Regions from separate parts of the Sus scrofa genome. Here region 2 is linked to region 1. The links are chromatin contacts, called in public HiChIP or PLAC-seq maps. All regions are on one chromosome and are shown on one strand. The core of a region is the stretch at or near the end of the contact, and the rest is flanking DNA. Distances in the headings are between cores, read along the strand shown.

Evidence for each region. HiChIP or PLAC-seq counts read pairs in DNA pulled down with a chosen protein or histone mark.
Region 2: an H3K27ac HiChIP or PLAC-seq map of skeletal muscle shows a contact between it and region 1. The contact joins two enhancer-like sites. A contact is called at or near these places in 3 of 47 Hi-C or Micro-C datasets (embryonic fibroblasts, epiblast stem cells and fibroblasts) and 1 of 2 datasets of contacts at active chromatin or transcription factors (skeletal muscle).

Annotation. Positions count from the first base shown.
Region 1 is chr13:147,786,238-147,791,318 of Sscrofa11.1, reverse strand. It overlaps PHLDB2 (pleckstrin homology-like domain family B member 2), which reads left to right. Exons shown (of 20, transcript XM_021070391.1): 16 at 2,938-3,028; 17 at 3,912-4,058. Among named protein-coding and RNA genes, the nearest start is that of ABHD10, 11 kb to the right of the region's middle. Within about 2 kb of position 3,543, at least 15 of the 83 cell types and tissues checked have an H3K27ac peak or open chromatin away from gene starts, as enhancers often do. A contact at or near this core is called in skeletal muscle, where this site is marked.
Region 2 is chr13:148,078,204-148,083,379 of Sscrofa11.1, reverse strand. All of the region lies in intron 1 of PLCXD2 (PI-PLC X domain-containing protein 2), which reads left to right. Among named protein-coding and RNA genes, the nearest start is that of PLCXD2, 7.0 kb to the left of the region's middle. Within about 2 kb of position 3,554, at least 7 of the 83 cell types and tissues checked have an H3K27ac peak or open chromatin away from gene starts, as enhancers often do. A contact at or near this core is called in skeletal muscle, where this site is marked.

The DNA of each region.
Region 1 (5,081 bases), core at 2,294-4,793:
TATTCAGGCTCAAACTAGATGAATAATGGGATGTCATAGAATTAAAGGACAGGGGGTGGTTAAAATATTACTTTTTTTTTTGTTTTTTGGGGTTTTTTTTTTATTGTTGTTTTTTAGGGCCACACCTACGGCGTATGGAAGTTCCCAGGCTAGGGGTCAAATTGGAGCTACAGCTGTGGGCCTATGACACAGCCACAGCAATGGTGGGATCTGAGCCGTGTCTGCAACCTACACCACAGCTCACAGCAATACCGAATCCTTAACCCACTGAGTGAGGCCAGGGATCGAACCTGCATCCTCATGGATGCTAGTCAGATTCATTAACCACTGATGCATGACAGGAACTCCTTTTTTTTGATTGGTGAGTTTTTAAGACCTGAGACTTGGTGAAACTCAAATTATTTATTTCCAAAAGTTCCCATTGTGGCTCAATGGCTTAAGAACCCTGCTAGTGTCTATGAGAAAGCGGGCTTCATCCCTGGCCTCACTCAGTGGGTTAAGGATCCGGCATTGCTACAAGTCGCAGATAGAGCTTAGATCTGGTGTTGCTGTGGCTGCGGTAGAGGCCAGCAGCGGCAGCTCCAATTCAACCCCTAGCCTGGGACCTTCCATGTGCCACAGATGCGGCCCTAAAAGGCAAATAAAATAAAATAATAAAATAAAATATTTTCAAATTAATTGGAGATAAGACGTATGTTATTGAATATAAACATAATTTTGTGCTATTATATGGCCTGCATATTGTCTTAGGCTTTCTTGGTTGAGCTGATGAAATTTGCCTCTTTTCCATCCTTGAAGTCAGATGTTTTCACTAAAGGAGAATACAAATTGCTCCACAAAAATAAAAGATTTTCCTTAATTATTCTGGTTGAAGAGAATAGAACTTATCCCTTTATATATCCCCCAAAGCTCATGGAAGTATGAGGAAAAAATTTCCTTTTTTGTCTTTCTTAGGAGAAAATTGGCCCAAGCTAACCCTGAGAAGTACTGCCCAGTTGTTAAGCTTCTATAGATTCAGTGTTCCTAAGGCTGCCCCTCTCCTTGATGGATGCATTTTGTAATGGGGATAACAGTTCTGATTTTTCTTGGTTTTGTTTTTAGATTTACTTTATTAAAAAGCAGTTTTAGGAGTTCCCATCCATCTCAGTGGAAGTGAACCCAACTAGTTTCCATGAGGATGTGGGTTCGATCCCTGGCTTTGCTCAGTGGGTTAAGAACCTGGCATTGCCTAAAAAAAGAAAGAAAGAATGAATGAATCTGGCATTGCCGTGAGCTGTGGTGTAGATCGAAGACCTGACTTGGATATGGCATTGCTGTGACTGTGGCTTAGGCTGGCAGCCGCAGCTCTGATTCAGCAATACAACCCCTAGCCTGGGAACTTCCATATGCCACAGGTGCCAGCCTAAAAAAGCAAGTTTTGGCATTTATAAATAAAGCTGCTGTAAATATTTGTGTGCACAGTACTGATTTTAAGATAAACCATATGTCCTGTGTTCCTGTGATCATTTATCTCTTTGGAAGAAGCCTTAACCCCATGTTTGAAACACCCTATACTTGAGTTAATCAACACTAATCAACACAATGATTTTGATTTTGAGACCATACTAATAATTATCTTATTCATTTTTGTATGAATTAATTTTTATATGAATGTGTGTAGCAAACATTAGCCCCTACTGTGTGCCAGGATCTATGCAATGGAGGATATGGGTGCAAAAGCTTTTCTGTACACAGAGTCTAGAAAAGAAGACATATATTTAAGTGATTATGCAAGTATACATACATAAGAAATAACATTGATTCTCCATGGCTGAAACATCAGAATAATGAAGTTTTATCTCAGGCTGTGGTCTTTTTTCACAAAAGAGTCAAATGAAATATAAACAGTTAAAAAAATAAAAGGAGTTCCTGTTGTGGCATAGCGGAAACAAATCTGACTAGGAACCATGAGGTTGTGGGTTCGATCCCTGGCCTTGCTCAGTGGGTTAAGGATCCAGTGTTGCCGTGAGTTGTGGTGCAGGTTGCAGATGCAGCTCAGATCTGGTATTGCTGTGGCTGTGGAGTAGGCCGGCAGCTATAGCTCCGATTAGACCCCTAGCCTGGGAACCTCCATATACCATGGGTGCAGCCCTAAAAAGACCCCAAAAAAAGACAATAAAATAAAATAGTTTGTTTAGTGTTAAATATTTCCAAGCTCTTCTCTTTTCTCTTTTAGTTACCCTAACTCTTCTTGCAGCTTTCACCCCCTTTGGTGTTTTTCCTTCCTTGTTTATGTGATCTCCTTCTCAGCATGTATTACTTTTGAAGCTCTTGCATCCCTAAATCCTGTTTCCATTTTGGCATGGTGGATGGGCTTTACTGACAAAACTGGCCAACATCCTTCTCTTGCATCTGTTAAGAGAAGTCATTTTTTAATTGACCATCTTAAATCACCATTTAAGAAATAAAATATCCACATGATAAAGGCATAACAAATAATTATCTGGTGACACATGTTCCTAAACCAGATAAAGTGACTTCCAAGCTTAGGGATCATCTGTAGAACTTTGGTGATAGTTTTGTTGGTCTGGCATCTGAATAATTAAACTAATGGGGAGGCCTGTCACAGGCCAACATTTTTAGACTTGGGAGGAAACATTTTCAGAACATACTTTGTAGGATTTGGTTTTGATGTATTCATGAGCAGAGCACTTCATTTGGTGTTATTTCCTTTGCCTATATTTTGTCTCCTAAACTGAGGTAAGTTAGTTTCACCTGCAGTTTTCAGAGTTGAATTGGCTTGCCTCTAAAGACCAATGATTCTTGCAAGTAACGTCCTTTAAATTGTATTAGAGCTTGTTCTACACCTTCCTGAAACCTGTCTCTGTACGGGTGTGTGTTTGAAGAGAAATCAGTCAGAAGCAACATTCTTAAAAGGTTTTTTTGTGTTTTCTTCAGCGCCAGCACTTCAAATATTGCCCGAATAGAAGAAATGGAGAGACTTTTGAAGCAGGCTCATGCAGAGAAGACAAGGCTGCTTGAATCCAGGGTAGGCTACTAGTATCTTTATGCTGGAGGTCAGTGATGTGGTAGTTCAGATGCCCTGCACTTGCCATTGGGTCTCAATAAGCAGCATGGCCTTGGAATAGTCATTCCACCTTTCTTGGCCCCATTTTCTTTTCTGAAAAATAAGGGTTTTAGAGAGGTGATTTCTGTGGCTCTTTACTGCTTCACCACTTTTCATAAGGTAAAGTGTATAGAGTGTGGACATAAACTTAAATGAATGCTTTGCATTACATTTTCCCTTCGATAGCCCTTTTGTCTGCCTGCCAGGGAACAGGAGGAATGGCATGTCTCTGCATTCTCCCTGCCTTGCCAGCTTGCCGTAATGACACTATTGTAATATTAAAACTCCCACATTATTGTGACTTTTTTAAGCCAGAAGCTTAACTTCCTTAGGAATCCCCCCAAATGCCTTTGTGTCCTGCCTGAAAAGGCACCTCCTTTCCTCTTCTGATTTCCCCGGATGCTTCCTCTGTAGCTTTGGCCAGGAAGCAACAGAGCAACAACAGGAATTGGAAGGACCAATGGCTGTTAAAAGAAAGGCTACATGTTGTGACTAATGTTGGGTCACAGTTAGTGAGCCTTTTTCATATTAAAAACGGGAGAGTTAAGGTCATTAGTATGAAATGACAGAATAGAATCCCAAGCTGAGTTTCACTTAATATTCCATTGTTAATTAAATGTAATGATTGCACAGGATGATTTTGAAAGCCCTGTGAGCCGTGATTAAGGGTGTCTTAGTTATTCATTGTAAGAGCCTGAGTTATGACACCAGAGACTGTCTAGTGAGAATAATTTTTTTATATTCTTTAAATTCATTCAAGTATAACGGGGATGTCTTAAAATTTGTTCCACATAATGATATTTAGGAACGGGAAATGGAAGCCAAGAAAAGAGCTCTGGAAGAAGAAAAGCGACGCCGAGAACTCCTGGAAAAACGACTGCAGGAAGAAACTAGCCAGAGGCAGAAGTTAATTGAAAAGGAAGTGAAAATAAGGGAGAAACAAAGGGCCCAGGTTGGTGGGTCAATCTGGATGGATTGGAGTAGGTTGCCCCCTGGTGGTCGTTCTTTAGGAGACAGTCATGCTGGGTCAAGATGCCTTTGGCTGTGCTGTAATGGCTAAGAGAAAGATGTGCGTTAATGGGCTAAAAAATGTGTGTTTATTTCAAAACTTATTGGGAACTACTAAGAAAATGAATTTGTTCTTTACTTAAGAGTAGAAAATTTTGATGGGAGAGCTACTTTTTCTTCCACCCGTTTTTTTTTTTTTTGAGCAGCTTTGAAAATGCAGTGAATTCATTACTAAAAACAAATGCAGCACCCAGACTAAGTTGGGTGCTGCACTTGTTTTAGCTGAGAAAGAGAAGAGATTCTATTAAGCCATTTCTTGGAAGCAGACACTCCAGAACAGAATACTTTCACTAGTCCCATTTCTTGGTGATGGCATTAATACCTTCAATTTTGTGTTTTTTGGTTTTTTTTCCTAACCAATGTGTTGTCACACATGTCCTCTTTGTTGCACCAGACCACACACATGTGCACAGAATCCCTGAACTCAAGCATAGCTCAGGAAAATCATCCACTTGGTTTAACTTCCTATCTCAGTCATTGCAGAGTTTGAATCTCTGTTCGTGTCTCTAGAACTGCTTATGTAATATATGTGTTCCGAGAAACTAAAATAAAATTTTATTAAGTGCCATGTCATTTTAAAGTTCAAAGCAAGTTTACCAAGACTTAGTAGACTTAAAGGTAAAAGATAGCAATTCCCTTATTCTTTACAGTTGCTGGCAGTTTGAAGTACAGCAGTGAGACTCTCCTTTAAGACTGGGTGCTTTGAGGTCTCAGTAAATCTGTGACATCTGTGTAGATTCAAAATACCATGGAATCAAGGGCAGAACAAAGGAAAAATACAAAGTAAAACTTGTTCATTTTATTTTGTTATGCCAAACCTCTGTCAAATTTTGATTTGCAGTAAAGGTCAACCATGTCTGTTTGGTATCTGAGGCCAAACCAAAAGGCACAATTCTATTTTAATCCT
Region 2 (5,176 bases), core at 2,305-4,804, 290 kb before region 1:
TATAGAATAGTTCAAATTGAACAGACTTGGGAGTACCTTCTAAGAAACCTCCATGCTCAGGCCTGTGGGAGACCCCAAGGTGAATCAGGCATCAACCCTGCTGTCAAATGAGCTTACAACCTAGTGCTGGAGATATTTATACATGTCCGTATAGCTATGTATGTATATCTTTACCATACACAATTAAAAAAAACCTAACTGAGGTGCATACTAAAACAAAGATGTAAGTTAGTGTTACAGAAGCACACAGAATGGAAAGGTTAATTCCAATGTTTAAGAGTTGGAAATACTTTCTTGAAAAAAAAAAATGGAATTTGACCTGGGAAATAGTCAAGACTCAAGGAATATGGCCTGGGGGTCAGAATTGGGAAGAGAGCTTTCCAGGTGAAATAGGCTGGTTGGACTAAGGAATGGGGGGATACTTGGAAAATGGCCAGAGGATTCCCTCTGCTGCCCCCCAGTAATGCTATGTTGATGTCTTTTTTTTTTTTTTTTGTCTTTTTTTCTTTTTAGGGCCACACCTGCAGCATATGGAGGTTCCCAGGCTAGGGGTCTAACCACAGCCACAGCAACTCAGGATCCAAGCCGAGTCTTCGACCTACATCACAGCTCAGGGCAACGCCAGATCCTTAACCCACTGAGTAAGGCCAGGGATAGAACCTGCATCCTCATGGATGCTAGTCGGGTTTGTTAACCACTGAGCCATGACAGGAACTCCTGTGTTAATATCTTTATTTGCACCTCTCCCCACATTTCTATTTCTAGGTATCTGTCTTCCATATGAACAACTGGTACACAGAGAACGTGGATTTTTCCCTTTATAACCCTAAATCCTAATCCAGGTGGCAGCTCTGTCATTGGTGACTGTAGAGTGAATGGCTTAGTCCTTGGAACTGGAGTGCTAGAGGAGTGGCTTGCAGCCACTCTCATTTTCAGCTGTGATCAGAGCTAAACTGAATAGGTTGGTTAGGTTCACCTTCTGTAAATGCCCCATGAAACACTGAACATTTTCCAATCCCTTTCTTGTTATCTCTGCAGAATATTCCTGTAGCTCGAGATAAGGCTCAGTGCTAAGCCCCATTGGAAATGGAAATTCTGAGCCCCACTGGAAATGGAAATTCAGAGTAAGATGGTCAGAGGGTCAGAAGCAGATCTCTGATGTCACTTGTGTCCTAGGCTCAGTTCTCTCACCCTGCATCGTTTCTGCCCTCCTCCTTCCCTTGTCCAGTCTGAATGTCTCATGTTTCCTCTCTGGCTGCAGCCTCAGCCTGCTCTCATTTCTTGTTCCCCTCTTCCCCTTTCTTCCCCTGACCTGGCCTGTCCCCGGGCCTCTCCCTTTCCAGTGCTGGCTGTTGCTCTGCTGCTCTTCACTGCTTCCAATTCCCAGAGCCTTCTCTGTCCTCATCTTGCTGATGATCCGCCCTTTGTTCCTTTTCTACCTTTCTGGAATCCTGTGTTTTTTGGGGTTTTTTTGTTTTTTTGTGTTTTTTTTTTTGGCTTTTAGGCCCACACTCGTGGCATATGGAGGTTCCCAGGCTAGGGGTCGAACTGGAGCTGTAGCCACCGGTCTACATCACAGCCACAGTAATACCAGATCTGAGCCACGTCTGTGATGTACACCACAGCTCATGGCAATGCCGGATCCTTAACCCATTGGTCGAGGCCAGGGATCGAACATATGTCTTCATGAATCCTCTTCAGATTCATTTCCACTGAGCCACAACAGGAACTCCCTGGAATCCTGTTCTTTTCCTTTCCAACCCTGCCTTTGTCCCCTTGGTGGTTTCTATAGCTCTTTTCCTGTGGTCCCACAGTCATACCCCGTGTGTATGACACAGAGACAAAATCACTATGGGAGCAGGAGTTAGAGAATCATTACTCAAACCCTGCTTCTGGAAGTTGGATCAGGTCTGGTGTATCTCACAGAGATGGAGATCCCAAAAGGGTACAAGACACATTGAGGCACAGGAAGTTTAGGTTGGCCCCACTTTGGGGATATCCTGAGCCATGAGCTGGCCTTGGAAGAGATCATTCTCCTACAGGATCTGAGGCTGTAGAAAACCAAGGACCAAGCTGAATCTACCAGGGCTGACCCAACCAAGGGAGAAAAAAAAAAATCACACAGGACCAAAATGTTCTTTGGGTTTTTGTTGCTGTTGTTTTTTTCTCTGGGTGGTCCCAGTGAGGAATAAAAAGAGGCTATGATTTGGTGTTTGCATTAGTAGGTTTCTCTTCTCAGAAGATCTGTTACTTCCTGAGATCCTCTTGAAGCCTCAGTATCAAAAAAGCCACAGGGAATTCGGGAATCACACGTGTCTGTAAGAAGCAGAACCATGCATGGGTTGGCTTAGAGCGTTAATGCTAGAGCCACAGTGTCTGCATTTGAATCCCAACTCTGCCTGTCATGACTTTGTGACCTTGGGCGAGTTACTTAACCACTCTGTGCTACAGTGTTCTCTCTAAAACAGAGATAATAATGACACTACCTCATTTGATTAGTGTGAAAATTAAATTAGTTCATATAGCATGCTAAGAACAGTCTGTCACAAAATAATGTAGCCTTAAAAAAAGTATTTGTGACTGTCACTATTGAAAGCCTGTGTTTAGAATGGACAAGAAAAAAGAGGTGTAAAATGCAGTCTACACCCTCAGGTAATTTGCAGTGTAGTTAAGGAGCTGACCTTCCAATTAAGCCATGTGGCTCAGTGTTCTCTGTCTGACCAGATCAGGATAACGTGAATGGTCATCCTGTCAAAGGGACTTAGCGTTAAGGGAAGGCTACATGGAGGGTTGCCCAGGATGTGAGGGTGACCAAGGGAACTTTAAATGCAATCTGAGTGCAGCTGGTCAAGAGAGCACGAAAATCCTCTTTAGCTACTTTGTCTTCCTGTCCCAAGCTCAGCTGTCAAACTTTGTCATCTCTAGCCATCCAAAGCCTTTGGGAAAAATGTAACTCTCTGTGACAGGGCCATATTGCTGACTTTGCTTCTGCTTCCCTCATGGCCCCATCACCAGCCCTCCTAACCCAGTCATTTTGTTCCCAGATCAAGAGTGGGAATACTACAAAATGCTTTCCTTTAAATAAATCTTTTTACACATACACAACACACACACACACACACTGGGCCATGACCTTGGCCTCACCTTCAAGAGAGCCCAAGTTCTACTGCCTGCTGTTGTTTACCCTTTATAAAGATCCTGCAAGACAGACCCACTGACATTTCAGGTCCTAGGAGCCTGCTACTGTCACATGCATGCTGCTGTTTCAGACGAGCTTCTGACATTGAGGATTTAGTTTCTGACATGTGCTCTTACCTGACCTCTACTCCACATCCCTCCTGGCCTCTGAGAGCTTAAAAGTACAGGCACACTACAGGGGAGGATCTCGAAATGCTTAAGCTCCCGTGATTTGCCTTTGGGAAAAGTGCAGACCACTCTGTAAATGCTGACTAACCCCAATTTGAGTTTCAAACCAGGCCTGCAGAGGCGGGATTATTTATAGATATTGTAATAGGTGGGTGTGTTTGTGTGTGAGAGAAGAATGTGAACACACGTCAAGAACCAAATTTAGGCGAAGGAGGACTGTGACTAAATCTGTTGGAGTATTTACACTCGTGGATAAATAGGAGTCCTTCCACTTTCTCACATCTGTAGGAATGTGGGCTACATTGTTGAACGCTCACGACGTTCAAATAGTTCTTAAGAGGATGACATTAGTAGATCTCTAGGGAGCTTCCAGACAGCATGGGTTAGGCTACAGCAGCCTGCAGTGCTCTCAGGGGGATGTCTAGGCTGCACTGTCTATGAAACACCAGCAGTCTTTTTTGGATTCATTGTCTATGAAGCAGTTGACATTTTCCAAGAGAATAACAGGGTTTTGAAAAATAATTTCCAACTATTCTAGAACTATTGGCTGGAAGGTATTATGTCTTCTCAGAGACTACCCTACTACTCATTTCTTCTCTGTACAGACCTGATGAAATCTAAATAAGGAAAAAAAAATAGAAGGCAGTTGTACCCCATAACACAAATGTCTCAAATGTGGCAGCATCTGCAGTAATGGTGTGACTGAGAATCCTGCCTAGACTCAGGCAGACTGGGGGGAATACTTTATGAACATGGATGACTTGAAGGCTTATATTCTGGAAGCAATATTCTTAAAGTACAGTTGAAACCAGATGAAAAAAAAATGTTGAACAGGTAAAGGTGAAGGCAATGTCCCTTCCTTGCTCCCTGGGTCTGAGTTTAAGTGGTCATCCTGCCAGGAGGTGTCCGTGTAGATCCTCATAAGTATTATCTGAGCACGTTATGCAAGTTTGGCCTAAAAAAATTAAAGATATCTGTTTATTCCTTCTGCTTCTTTTGGTTGTCATTGCCTGTATTTTAAAGATGGATTCATTTAAAAGGAAAGTACTTATTCAAAGAATATTTATCAAGCGCCCTTTTGTGTCATGTACTATGTTAAATTAGGTGAATATGGAGATAAATAAGATTCTTCTCCTTGCTTTTCATGAATGTATGATCTTAGAAGAAAGCCAAAATTCAGACACTATGGAGAAAAATGGATAGGGTACAATGACACTCAGAAAACCGATACCAATTCTGTTACCAGAAAGAGAAGGAAAGCTTGGTAGACTGGGCTTCCAAGGAGACATGACCTTGGGCTGAGTCATGAAGAGCAATTAGTAAATAACCAGTGGGTGTTACAGGTAGAAAGAGGGAAATGGTGCAGAGGTACTAAGGACTGAGAACTAAGGTGACCTTGAGGAAACCTAAGCATAGATTTCATTTAAAGAAGGTTCTGGAAATGCAGCTGGGAAAGTACTGAGCCTTCTGTTTCATGCCAAGATTAAACAGTAAACGTTATCCTGAAGGCAAAAAGCAGCCGCTGAAGGACTTGGTCAGGAATGGATTAAAAGCCCTAAACAAATTGCATAAGCATGAAGAGAAACAAAGTGACCCATCAGTTGTGAGGGATGCTGAGGGGTAATGTGAAAAATTCATAATTTCTTTCATTCTGTGTAATACATATATGTTGGTTATCTTCCATGTCCCAGGCCCTCTCCTCGGCACTGGTGATTCATTGATGATCAACACAGACATGGTGTCTGCCTTCAAAGACCCGACTGTCTAATTAGAGAAATGGACATTTAATTGAACAGTTATAACACAATAT